2 separate regions of the Mus musculus genome follow, and region 2 is linked to region 1. Evidence: chromatin contacts called from public HiChIP or PLAC-seq data. All regions are on one chromosome and are shown on one strand. The core of a region is the stretch at or near the end of the contact, and the rest is flanking DNA. Distances in the headings are between cores, read along the strand shown. Region 1 overlaps Wwox (WW domain-containing oxidoreductase). Region 2 has its middle 23 kb from the start of Gm51552.

Evidence for each region. HiChIP or PLAC-seq counts read pairs in DNA pulled down with a chosen protein or histone mark.
Region 2: a contact with region 1 is called in an H3K27ac HiChIP or PLAC-seq map of SST interneurons, with 7 times the contacts expected there. The contact joins two enhancer-like sites. A contact is called at or near these places in 1 of 15 datasets of contacts at CTCF or cohesin (the NIH/3T3 cell line), 3 of 115 datasets of contacts at active chromatin or transcription factors (SST interneurons, astrocytes and embryonic stem cells) and 1 of 9 other capture datasets (adipose tissue).

The regions. Positions count from the first base shown.
Region 1 is chr8:114,452,397-114,458,592 of GRCm38.p6, reverse strand. The region is part of intron 4 of Wwox (WW domain-containing oxidoreductase); the gene reads right to left. Among named protein-coding and RNA genes, the nearest start is that of Wwox, 16 kb to the right of the region's middle. Within about 2 kb of position 2,287, at least 24 of the 459 cell types and tissues checked have an H3K27ac peak or open chromatin away from gene starts, as enhancers often do. A contact at or near this core is called in SST interneurons, where this site is marked.
Region 2 is chr8:115,738,869-115,745,064 of GRCm38.p6, reverse strand. No RefSeq gene overlaps it. Among named protein-coding and RNA genes, the nearest start is that of Gm51552, 23 kb to the right of the region's middle. Within about 2 kb of position 2,249, at least 44 of the 459 cell types and tissues checked have an H3K27ac peak or open chromatin away from gene starts, as enhancers often do. A contact at or near this core is called in SST interneurons, where this site is marked.

The DNA.
Region 1 (6,196 bases), core at 1,038-3,537:
AAAAAGGAGTCTCGTGCACGTAGACATCAGCTCTGCAGGCAGAAAAGATGGTGTCTCTTGCCAAAAATCTGACTTGGCTCCTGGCTGAGACGTCTCTTGGAATGGATGTGTTACAGCGCTCCCCGATGTACCCGATACTCAGTTTGGTAACCGTACATGAACTCGGAAGGGAAATGTCTTCACTAACAGATAAAGCTGTAATGGCATGGGGTTTGTTTGGTCCTGTTTTGTTTCTTTCTTTGAATACACTGATGATCTCTCGGCCGAGACGAGCTTCTTAAACCCAGCTGCCGAGCTGAGAGAGTACAGCTGGTTACTCTACATCACGGCCGGCCACACATAAGAGAGCGCAATGCAGTTAGAGGACAAGATGGGGGGGGGGGCTTGCGGGGGAGGGGGAATGCAAAAGTTTGGGAGGGTCATCCTTGAGGACACGAGTGGCTAACAGTGAGAGGCCCTTTTGTTTGTTTTTGTTCTCTTCCCATTTTTAAGTGTGTATGTATGGTGCACAAGTATATGTGTATATTTGCATAAATGTGGGCACATGTGTGTGTGTGAGAGAGAGAGAGAGAGAGTGTGTGTGTGTGTGTAGGTCCTTGGTCACTATCAGGAAACACCCCCATCGATCTACCATACTCACTGAGGCAGGGACTCTCAGTCAAACCCAGAGCTTGCTGATACACCTAGTCTCACTCTCTCAGGCCGAAAGGGCTAGTGGGCCGCTGAGCCCACTGGCATTATGTGGCCACCAAACCAGCTGTACATCACATAGTCTAGTCCCTCAACATCTGGCTCCCTTTCTGAACACTGGGGCCTAGGCCTGAAGCAACCTCAGCAGCCCTAGTGAAAAAGCTATCAAGAGTGGCCTAGAATGTTCCATCTACGGAAGGAATGAAAACACTCTCCCTTCTCTTCTAACCTTCAGGGCTCTTTCCTACAGCTGAGAGGTTATTTTCCTCCACACACAGCCGTAAGCACCCTGATCCTAAGGGACTCTGCCTTATCATGCTTCCATCCATTAATTGGTCCATGCACAACAGACACAGAGCTGGGAATGGTAGCATGTGCTTAGGTCTCTGCACTCAAAGTCAGCCGAGCCTACGCAACCCCATGTGTAACAGGCCAATGTGGGGGTCACTGAGACGGCTCAGGAAGTGAGAGCGCTCACCATTGTGCCTGATGACCACAGCTGGATCCCAGAGACCCATACAGTAGAAAGAGAAGAGACTGTTAAAGTTATCCTTACACACACACACATACACACACACAGACACACACACACACACACACACACACACTCACACACACACACACACACACACACACTCTCTCACACACACACACACACACACACACACACACACACACACATACACTCTCTCTCACACACACACACAAATAAATGTAACTTCGAAATGTTTTAAGAGACAGAGAGTCTCTACATTTTACAAATGAAGAGCCTTATATTTAAAATACTAAAGTGGCCTGCCCTAGGTCACTGAACAAGTTAACTGTCATTCCACTAGTTTTCTTCCTTCTATGTCCCAAGAGCCTCCAGTCAAGGTGCTGACCCTCTGGGTGCTGATAAAATCACACGCCAGCATTGACTCATTCTCGCGTATTCCAGAGGAGAGGGGCTGCAAACCTGGACACTTAGTCTTAATACAGCAGACAGCCCTGCAAACCAGGAGTTTCATGAGCGAGGGTCCTAATGAAACAACTGTGATCTGAGTCATACAAGGGCTAACGGTTCAAGTCCCTCCAGTCCCTGTCTGTGATATCTTTTTCTGCTCCCAGGCTACAGAAACAATAACCAGACAGCCTCATTGGATTTGGTTTTTGTTTTTTGTTTTGTTTTGTTTTGGGGGGAGGGGTGTTGTTTGGTTTGTTTTGGCTACATGATGGTACTATCTGACTTCTAACCAAAAGGTGGGAAAAAAATCTTTCCAAACTAAAGACCAGTCAATGCCTACCAGTTATTCAAAGCGATCAAAAAGATGATCCCGGGGCCAATGCAGAGCTCCGGTGCCATCCTCGGGAGGACCTGTAAAGCACAAAGCTAGGGAACACCAACTTAGTATAAGGACTCATTCCGGGCCCGAGCATCCGCTGCAGAAATGGCTGCAGGGCGAGTGTCTGCAAGGGACCCACATCTCCATCCTGAACAACTGCGCAGAGACGGAGAACTACCTGCCTGGCCCATGAGCTGGAGGAAGTCACCTGGCCCGAGTCACTCAGGTAGGAAGAGGGGAGCAGTTTGAAAACTAGGTCACGCCTGCTTCTAGAGTCAGAACTCCTCGCCCGCCTGCCCCTCTCCAGACTGAAACCCGCCACCAATCAAGCCTGCCCTGCCTGTCAGCAGAGCTATTTTCGGCATTGGTACAATTTCGCTACGTGGGAGCCCGGCTTGTCACGTGAACAAATGCACGGGAAAGCTCCGGCATGGTGCGACTAGCTTTAACAGATCTGGGGAGCTGGGATGTGTATGGGGGGTGGGGAGGCGCCAATCCCAGAATCACCAGTTCCTGGCTACTGTTTACCAGCCTCTCAAACCCCATCGTGAGCCAGCCAGTGCTGAGCTGAGGGCCCCTCTCCCATTCCGTGCCCAGGATGTGAGTGTGCTAAGCAAAGCAAATAGCCTTGAAGCCTAGAGGACTTCACAGAAGCAAGAGGGGAAGTCAGGCCGGCTTCTCTCTCAATTGCCTCTTGATCACAGGATTGAATATGTACTTAGAGTAAGGGACACTTTGAGATAAATTAACTTCTAAGAGAAAGGGACATTTTGAAAATTAAATTATACTGCATGGAACGAGCAATCAATCAGCAATCAATATGTATCTGATAGCCATGCATACAAAATGAAAAGGCAATTCATAAAAGAATAAGTACAAATGGCCCGGCGTGAAGAACGGCTACATCTTGGGTATAATCGGAGGCATAAGGATTTAATTGACAGTTTTTTTTTCTTTTTCTTTATGCCCCTTCCCAAGATTGGCAGGGACACGGAGCAACAACTGGCAATCAGATTGGTACAACAATTTAGGGGTGCAGTGTCACAGATCAAGATATTAAGATTAGTGGGTAAATCCGTCGATTCAGCAATTCTCCTTGCACAAAATAAGGCTGCAGAATGTCACAGATGGGTACAAACATCTAATTGCAAAATGTCTGCCTCCATTCCGTGGCTATTAAAAAGCTGGAAGCTACCCAAATGTGCCACACTGGGGAGATAGCTGGAGCCATATAATGGAATAGTATGCAACCATTTAAGAGGTGGAATATTTAATGGTAAGGAAAGATACATTTCACAGCCCAGTAGAAGAAAAGAGGAAAGCCACTGCCTCGGATCACAGATGCTGAACACTGGCATATGCTTCCAACTGTAAGGATTTTGAATTGTTTTTTTTGTTTGTTTGTTTGTTTGTTTGTTTTCTGGTTTTTTTATCTCTATTTTCTACATTCCCCATAGACAATACATTTAATAAAATAAATTTAAAGTCACTTAAATGAGAGGACACAGAACACTAACTCCATGTAACACTTGGCTCCTGTCCCTCCCGACTCCATGAGCACCCCTCTCGCATGCTAACCTACGATGAAGAACCCCAAGCAAGCATCCGTGCCTTCACCCTTGATCCACCTGGGGCTTGGAAACTGCATCTGCCACAGCCTACCCTACAGCTCCACCCTCGGTCCCTAGACCATCGGGGTCAGTTCCATTCTAGACCTGGGTGCAGAGTGAGTGAGCTTGACGGGGTATGTGCCATTACTTCTGAGGTAAGGAAAGGGGTGGGCATAGCACATTGAGCCCCGGGCAGGAACTCACACATATTCTGTACCTGTCCAAGGACCTAGGCACACTTAGGGTACTGACCTCACCTCTCTGTTCTCCTACTCTGGCACCATTTTGATACAGCTGCAAGCACTGAGATGAGGATTTTAAAAGACAGCAGAGCCCTTCTATTTAAAATGCCTGTCTGTATGATATAATAACAATGCATAAACACTAATCTGGTATCATTGAGTGTAAAGATAAGAATGAGAGATGTGGTTTGAAGTTTCTTTATAACCACATGTGAATGCTGGCTAACTTTGTTTCTGTGAGATCGGTTCAAACAAAGAGCCTAGCTCTGCTCACCTTGCTAATCAACCTCTACACAGTGAAGGTGAAGCCCCAACTCAGTCTCCAGCCTCCACACAGTGAAGCTGAGGCCCCAGGCAGCCTCCAGCCTCCCCTCCCTCTCGCCTTTCTCCCCCACCTCCCATCGACATCTCTCATGCACACACAGCATCTAGATCTCCTTAGAATCTAGGAAGGAATCTTCCCCTTGACTCTAATGGCAGCTGGCTGAATACAGTATATAACAATATCCAAAGAGAAAGAGAAGTTAGACAGCCGGATAAACAAACACTGAGAGAGACAGAGCGGGCAGCGTGGCTCATGCCTTGCACATCATGCCTTACTCGTTCTGTACCCCAGAGTTCAGTTTGGCAAATCACTGTGGGGACTTCATTTGCTAAATCAAGGGAAATGATGACCTTCTTGGTAACCTATGGGTGTCTTACATTAAGAGACCCTTGAAAGAGGCCTCCGCGGCCCAAGTGCAATTTTGGAAAAAGTTGAGAATTCACACGGGGGTAAATGTGCATGGCTGAAAAGGCACAAGACAGGACAAGACTGCTTCACACCACCCAAGGGACAGCCAGGGGTCCCAGCTGCCAGCGCCGCCTTTATTATCAAGTCTGCAATAATTCCCAAAAGCCACCTAGTTTTAACAATTTATTTCTTAAATAATGAACACATCAGCGCTTGAGCGCACTGAACATCTTCACTCTGGTGCAACAGCTCTGCTCTGGAACAGGTTCACACCCGTGGCATTTTTAGGCTCACCCATGTTCAAAAGAAAGGGAGAAGTCACTGAGAAGGAACATAATACACGCAAGAGTATCTAACAGAGTTTTATCCTGTCTCCACTTAAAATCTGAAAATAGTTTATAAAGCCAAGCCTAAGGTCCTTTCTTCTGGGCCACAAACGACCTGCTCAAACTTTAATGGTAATACCCACCCCCCCAACTGTGCAGAGGACTGGTTGCCTGTTTCACAGTCTGGCTGTTATGACTTCTTATTTAAGGAACAGATACCAAATCCAAAAGGACACATTTGCTTCTAGTAACAGAATGCATAGCTCATAAACAATCTAATTAAAATACATTATATCACACTAGATAAGGCTGCTGGGCAAAAATAAATAAATAAATAAGGTCACTGAGGCATTCTAAATGAACCTTAAACACGGGCATTAATATTTAAATATTACAATCCCCACTTAGAAAAAGAAATCAGATAATTGATAGGCCAGCACACTCAAAACCGATAATGCCAAGAAACACTGTCCTTGTGTAATTTGGCGGAACAAGCTGCTCCCTGAACACAATGGACCTTTTTGTTAAATGGGCCTCTTCGTCTTTGGCATTTTATACAAACAAAACAAAAACGCAAAGCCAAGAAAGAGAAAGATGACACCGGTCCTAGTCTTCAGCCAGGGCTCTATCACTGAGCCGGACATGCCCTAGAAGATATGTTGGGGAAGGAAAGGGCACTGTTAACAAAAGGAAAAGCCAGGCTAGGCAGCCAGAGAAGAAAACTCCGAGTGCAACTATCTCGAAGGGCAACAGTGCCCTCTAGTGGGGAAACAGTATAAACTAGATAAACATGGCTGCTTTTAGGTTAATTACAGGAAACAGCAATGCTTGTGTTAGGACTCGTACTGTGCCATTCCATTACATAAAGGCAGGGAAGAATAGAATCACTTTAATTGGATTTTATGCGGGAACATTTCCAAGTTTGCATGTGACACACCACCACACCTTAATAAGAGAGAAATCAGATTTGTAAACATTTTCTTTAAATTAGGGGTTTGAGCCACTTTGTCATTGAAGCATAGCAACAGGAACTTCATTTACTAAGCTGACACTATAAAAAAGTGAAAACCAAACCCAAGTGCAAATACAGAATTAACTGGGGCCTCAGAGGACAGACCCCTCTGGAACTGTTCAGAGAGGCACCTGTGGACACGTATACATGAATGTAATCTGTTGGGGGCCTGTGACTCATACACACACACTCTATACCTACTCTGCTCCTACCCAGGGTTAGCCGACTGCACGGCAGCAATCACGATGGCATTTCTAATGG
Region 2 (6,196 bases), core at 1,000-3,499, 1.3 Mb before region 1:
GGGTGCAGCATCTTCTGGAATCAATCTGTACTGTTGTCGTGGTCCTGTGGCTGCTTTGGTTTCTTAGTTTGATGGAATTGGTTTGTCGATCAGGGCAAACAAGTCATTAAATGGACATACCCAAGTTCATGGGTACATAGAATATATACGTGTGTAATTTATGCCTGATTATAATGTTCCCTCCCCCTTAACATTAGCAATTTGTTTTAAGCATTACCAACCCTTTGAGAATCACTGCACTGCAATTTAAGACCTGGATTTTAAATGAAGAAAAGGTGTGTGGGTGTGCGTCCTCATTCCACCCACCTGCAAGATTTATGTCCTTACAATTTGGATCATATGACTTACTGATGTAAAGAAGACAATGGATAAAGTTGGTGTGTGGAAGTCTCTGAAGGACCATGAAAAGAGAGACCTCAGAGAGGCAGTCTAATCTTCTATACTGGTCTTTGGGGCTGGAAGTTGATTAGAAAGCCTATAGGAAGGCAGTTAGCTGCTATGCACAATGTCAGATCTCCGACCCCCCACCATGCAAAAGGAAATAGGTCCTGTGGATGAGCCCAACTGCCAATTCTGGAACATTCTCTTTTAGAGATGATTGTTAACCATGTCAAAGACTGGAGGCCTGTCAACAACTTTAGTTTCATTTAATTTTGTGGGGTGTGTGTGTGTGTGTGTGTGTGTGTGTGTGTTGGGGCATGTTCTTGCATTTGGAAGCCAGAGGTCAATGTTGAATATTACTCAGTCATCTTTTGAGACAGGTTCCCACACTCATTCTGTAGCTTGCTGTTCCCCTAGACCAGTTGGCTAGGAAACCCAAAACCCTCTGGTCTCTGCCTCCCAGCACTGGAATTTTGGGAAATCCTCAAAGAACTAGACTTGTTTGTGGGCTTTTTTTTTTCTTTTAACATGGGTGCTGCTCAAACCCGGGCCCTTAGGCTTGTACAACCTGAACTCACTAAGGCAGCTCAGCAGCCTTTGTCTAGTGTCTTTTCTCTCTCCTTTCCCTGGACTCAACCTATTCCCTTCTCTCCCCTTCGACACTTCACTCTTGGAAGCAGAGCAAGGCAGACATGGTGCTGTAGCTTGACAGCATCCTCAGGAATTTTTGAGAAGTTGTGAGGTCCTAGAACTCTGCCCCCAGGGGTGGCATAAATGCCCTTCCTTTGGGGCTGGTGCAGATCTCACCCAGTGAGTTCCACCTATCTTGGCACAAAGATGAGTGACCACAAGAGAAGCTCGTCCTACAGCAGGTTTGTCCCAGTGATCCATTTCTTCCACACCCACTTACCTTCCTGACATTTCAGCACACAGCAGCACATCCCATCCCAGTCCAACGGCTGAACTGTGTAGGCCTGTCTTTAGAGCCCAGTCACCTAAATCAATTTAAAAAAAAAAAAAAACAGGAACAGATACCATGGTGGTGTGCATGAGATCACATTGCTGGGAAAATGGAAAGAGGAGGAACCCTGGGGCTTACTATCATGCAGAATGACTGAGGTCCAGGCTCAGTAAGAAACCAGGGTCAAATGATAATGTGAAGAGCAGCCAAGGAAGACAATGTCAACCCCTGATCTCCATATGTACCTGTCCATATGAACACACACACACACACATACACACACACACACACACACACACACACACACCAAAGCAAGGGGAAAAAAAGGAAGAAGGAAAAACAAGGACAGGAGGCTGTGGAGCTACAGAGGGGAGACCAGAAGTAGCTTTCATTTATCAAAAGACTAATATGTACCAAAGACTTTCTAATCCCTCCTGCAGACACTCTGGGTCCCGGCTGAGCTCCACAGTCACCTTCTTCTGACTGACAAAAATTCTGTAGGTCCATCTACTGTGTTTGATGTAGACTCTAAGGCTGGTGAATAACACAGAGAAAAGCATGACACCCCTCCCTGCTATTTCCCAGATCCACTTTGAGATCTCTTCCCTACCCAACGTGGAATCTAGCATGGGGAAGCCACCTCCTCTGGCTCCGCTTATCTCCTGGTAGCTTCTGAAGGTTTCAGCAGATCGGGGCCAGGTGTGATACACAGTTGGGCTGACTGCGTGTCAGCTTCAAAGTGTCTGGGATCCAATCCCCACAGGCCTCAGAAGGTAGCAGTTGGTCTGGGGATGTTGAAAACCGTACCTTTCCACTCTCTAATTTGCATGGGTATCTACTGAAAGTTGCTATGGTGATCCATTTCACCATAAGTTTCCGCTGAATCATCCTTACAGGGAGACCAAAGCCCAAGTATGGTTAGAGGACTCAAAGTCCCACAGAGAGAGGAGGCAGCTCCAGTGTTCGCTTATGACTCACTCATGGCGATGTGTGGGCCCAGCTGGGAGGAAGAGGAAATCTCTGTGGCAGATGTCACTCTCAGCTGGAGAATTTTAACCCAACAAGGCACACTGATATGGCCTCAGGAGAACCCAAAGACCCAAGAAGGAAGCATACAAGCTCCTTCCGGGAAGTGTTCTGATCACCAGGCCTTCCCAGCTATCAAGCTCCTAAGTGAACGTCACAGTTCAGAGAGCCAAAGACGAGTCTGTGATCAGCGCCTGTGTTCAGCATCTTACTCGGTATCTGAACAAGGATGCAAAGGGAACAGTAAAGATTCCTAAGTGACAAGGAAGAAGCCAATAGAAGAGTTGCTGTCCAAGTGGCCACAGAGGCAGGGCTCTACTTAAGAGAGGACTTGAGTACAAGGCAGTGACTGTTGCAGTGCTGGCTAGAGGTTGTGATACCTCTTAACCTTAGCACTGACTTCCTTAGACCAAGAACTGGAAAATATGGTGAGAGGAAGAGGGAGAAACCGCACCGTGGCACCCAGCACAGAGCCTGATATGTGCCATAGCCTCTGTTACTCTAGACTTCTTTTTCTCTCCTCAACAAACTGCTAACAGCTGCTCGTCTTGGCTGTGAATCGCACGTTAAAGCTGAAGGCCAAGTTGTTCATTTGTGCCACTAAAGATTTAAAACGAGTGGTTAGATGAGTCTTTTAAAGCCAACTTTATATTGGGCCTCTGTATATATCTTCACTTGGTATGCCATAGTGAGCATGTATACACTTATCTTTGTAAACACAACCACCTATGCACACCAAGTAGCCTAGCTGGGTCTTTGTTTGCCTCTTGGAGCTCTTTAGGGGATGTCACTGGGTTTGGGGTTGAAGATGAGTCGCTTGAAACAAAAATGGGAGTCTCCAAAGGGAATAAAGTCAGGGAATACTATTAAGGTATTGTTAACAAAGAGACGTTGCTTTCCAAATTAATAATGATCTTTAAAAACTGCATAGCAATATTCCCAAGAGTGCAGAGAGATGTAATTTTCTAGAAACTTCTTTGTATAGGAAAGCCTTAAAATATTTGCAACTTTTACCTAGAAATACAGGGGATTTTTTTTGTAGTGCTAACGCCCCCCCCCCACCCACCCAAAGGCTCATTCTGGGCTCTGTGTGTGCTTGACATTGTACCAATGCATTGTGATCTCTAGTTTTGATATATGCTATAGAGAAACTATCAGATCTCCAGCAATTATATTCAATGACACAATGACACACACACACACGTATATATCAAAACAACAGGCTTTTTTTTTTTGAAAATCTGAAGGGAAATTTACTGTTTTCAAATAAACAAAATAAGTGAATTACTTTAAAAACACACAGTTAAATTCTATATAATCAATGAACATATGCTGCCAGAACATTGAATAGCCCAAGGAATGTTTACATATTCAGAAGAAAAAGCAGGAAATATAAAAGTCTATTAGGCCTGATATAAATTATTATGGTATTAATTATATTCTGCATAGATTGTATAATGTGTATAATTTTATACAAAAACCCAACTAGGCTGCTATAGCTATTGAAAAATGTTTGAGGATGTAAGACTAACATAGACTTCTTCTAGCCCTTAAACTGAAAAAAAAAGTCTTTTTTTTTTTGTTGTTGTTGTTGGTGCTGTTTTTAATAATCAAGAGTTCTTAGGAAGCTTGATAGACTTTAAATGGATGTGGTAGTCCATATGTAAATGCCTGCCATGATCTGATACAGCTCAACTATCAACCTGAAAAGACCCAGGCTTTAGATTCAAGTGACATCCAATAGACTGATGGGTGTTGGGTTCGCTGGGCTTTACAAAACTGTCATCAGATGGGAACACATACTCTATAACATGTACATCAATAGCTACTAATGACTGGGCAAGAAGACAACCCAGCCAAGAAGCTGAGGAATTCACAAACCAAGACACAACCTCTATGAATATGACTTGGCCCAACCTTAAAAGATAAACTGGACTCTAACTATAGAGCTGTGCTGGTCTCCAGAGGAGCTAGCTGCGAACTCCTGCTAATTCAGGAGGCATCTGCATGAGGGCTCATAGCCAAGGCTGAGCTGGGTTGGAGTTCCTCTGGACTCAGTATTCCCTCAGGGTCCATGGCTGCTTCCAGTCACACCAACGTTCTAGACGAGAGAGATCTGTGCCATCTCCCTTAGGATTCTCATTCACAATATCAAAGGTTCCAAAAAGATTGGCTACAAGAGCCACACCCAGAGAGGTTGCTAAGGCATATTACACTGAACCATACTGCCTGGTTAAAACACACACACACACACACACACACACACACACACACACGACTGTCAAATAACATAGACTGGGTGCTGAAAAAACTGCTCAGTTGGTAATGTGTTTAACTTATAAACAGAAGGTCCTGAGTTTGAGCCCTAGAACTCAACATAAATGAACTGTGACTGAGATATGCATTTTTTAATCCTAACACTGGTGAAGTGGGGAGCAGGAGGAACCCTAGGTCAGCCAACCTAGGCAAGTGAGCTCCAGGCCAGTGAGAGACTCTACCTCAAAAAAAGGGGGGGAAGCAAAGCCTGAGGAATGATAGGTGACACCAGAGGTTGTCTTCTGACATTCACATAAACACAGGTACACTTCTTGCACACATGTACCTGCACACAGAAATCACACACACACACACACACACACACACACAAAGATTTGGGCAGGAGTGTCTGCCTGCACCTCTTCAGAAGCTGTGTGGGCTTGAATAGGAATCTTATCGTCTCTGAGTTTCAGTTTCCATACCTAAAACCAAAAGAGAAAAACAAGTGTCCCGAGCAGTGCTTTGCTGTGGGAATGAAATGAGTGTCCGCAGCAAGAACGAAAGCTTTCTATTGCTGACCTGGCAGCTTAGCATGACACCCACCTGGTACCCTGTTACACCATCATGCTGGAGATTAGAAACCAAGGTGGGCTCAATAGAGTTTTCCAGGTAGGGGCTTCAAAGGTCAAGATTTAGGTGTCTGCTGGGCAGGGCACAAAAGTGAAGAACCTTGAGAGATTCTCCTTTCAAACTCACTCAGCTGTTGACAGAATTAATTTGACTGTTATTTGTAAAAAGGACCCATTTCCTTGCCAGTCCTTTTTCCTTCTAATAAGCACCTATGTCTCCTATTGTGTGTTCAGGGTGTCATATGTGTACATGTATAGTGTGTGAATGTGCCATATGCGTGCCACATATGTCCATTTGTAACAGTGGGATGCCTGCACTGAGGCACAAGTACAGAGGCCCGAGAAGAACATGGAGTGCCCTGCTGTTCTCCACCTTATTCCCTTGAAACAGGGTCTCTCACTGAACCTGGAGCTAGCCTGGCAGCCAGTAAGCCGTAGGGCTTCTCCTCTCTCTGACCTCTGAAGGGCTGGAGTTATAGATACACGTGGCTACAGGGAGCTTTTTTCTCCAATAATTTTCTTTATTTACTTTACATCACGATCATAGACCCCCTCTCCCTCTTCTCCTCCCAGTCCCATCCTTACAATTCCTTCCTGTTGACCCCTCCCCCTCTCCTAAGAGAAGGGGGATTTCGTCCTTGGGTACCACCCCACTCTGGGACAGTGCTAAGGATTCAGGTTTCAGTCCTTATAATTGTTCTTGTCTCCCAATCCAGCTTCCCAAGCCCTCCCCAAACCCTCCTATATCTCAACCTCTTAATACATCTGTCTAACTCCCCTTTCTACCACTACCAGGAGAACCCTCTGTCTTCTAAGGGCTCATGGGCTTTATTAGACTCGCCTACATAACTAACCATAAAGTAAACTGATCTGTAACTTTACAAAGTCCCTTTGCCATCACCCTAGAAGAAATATTCATGAATAGCAGCAGTCACCCAAACAC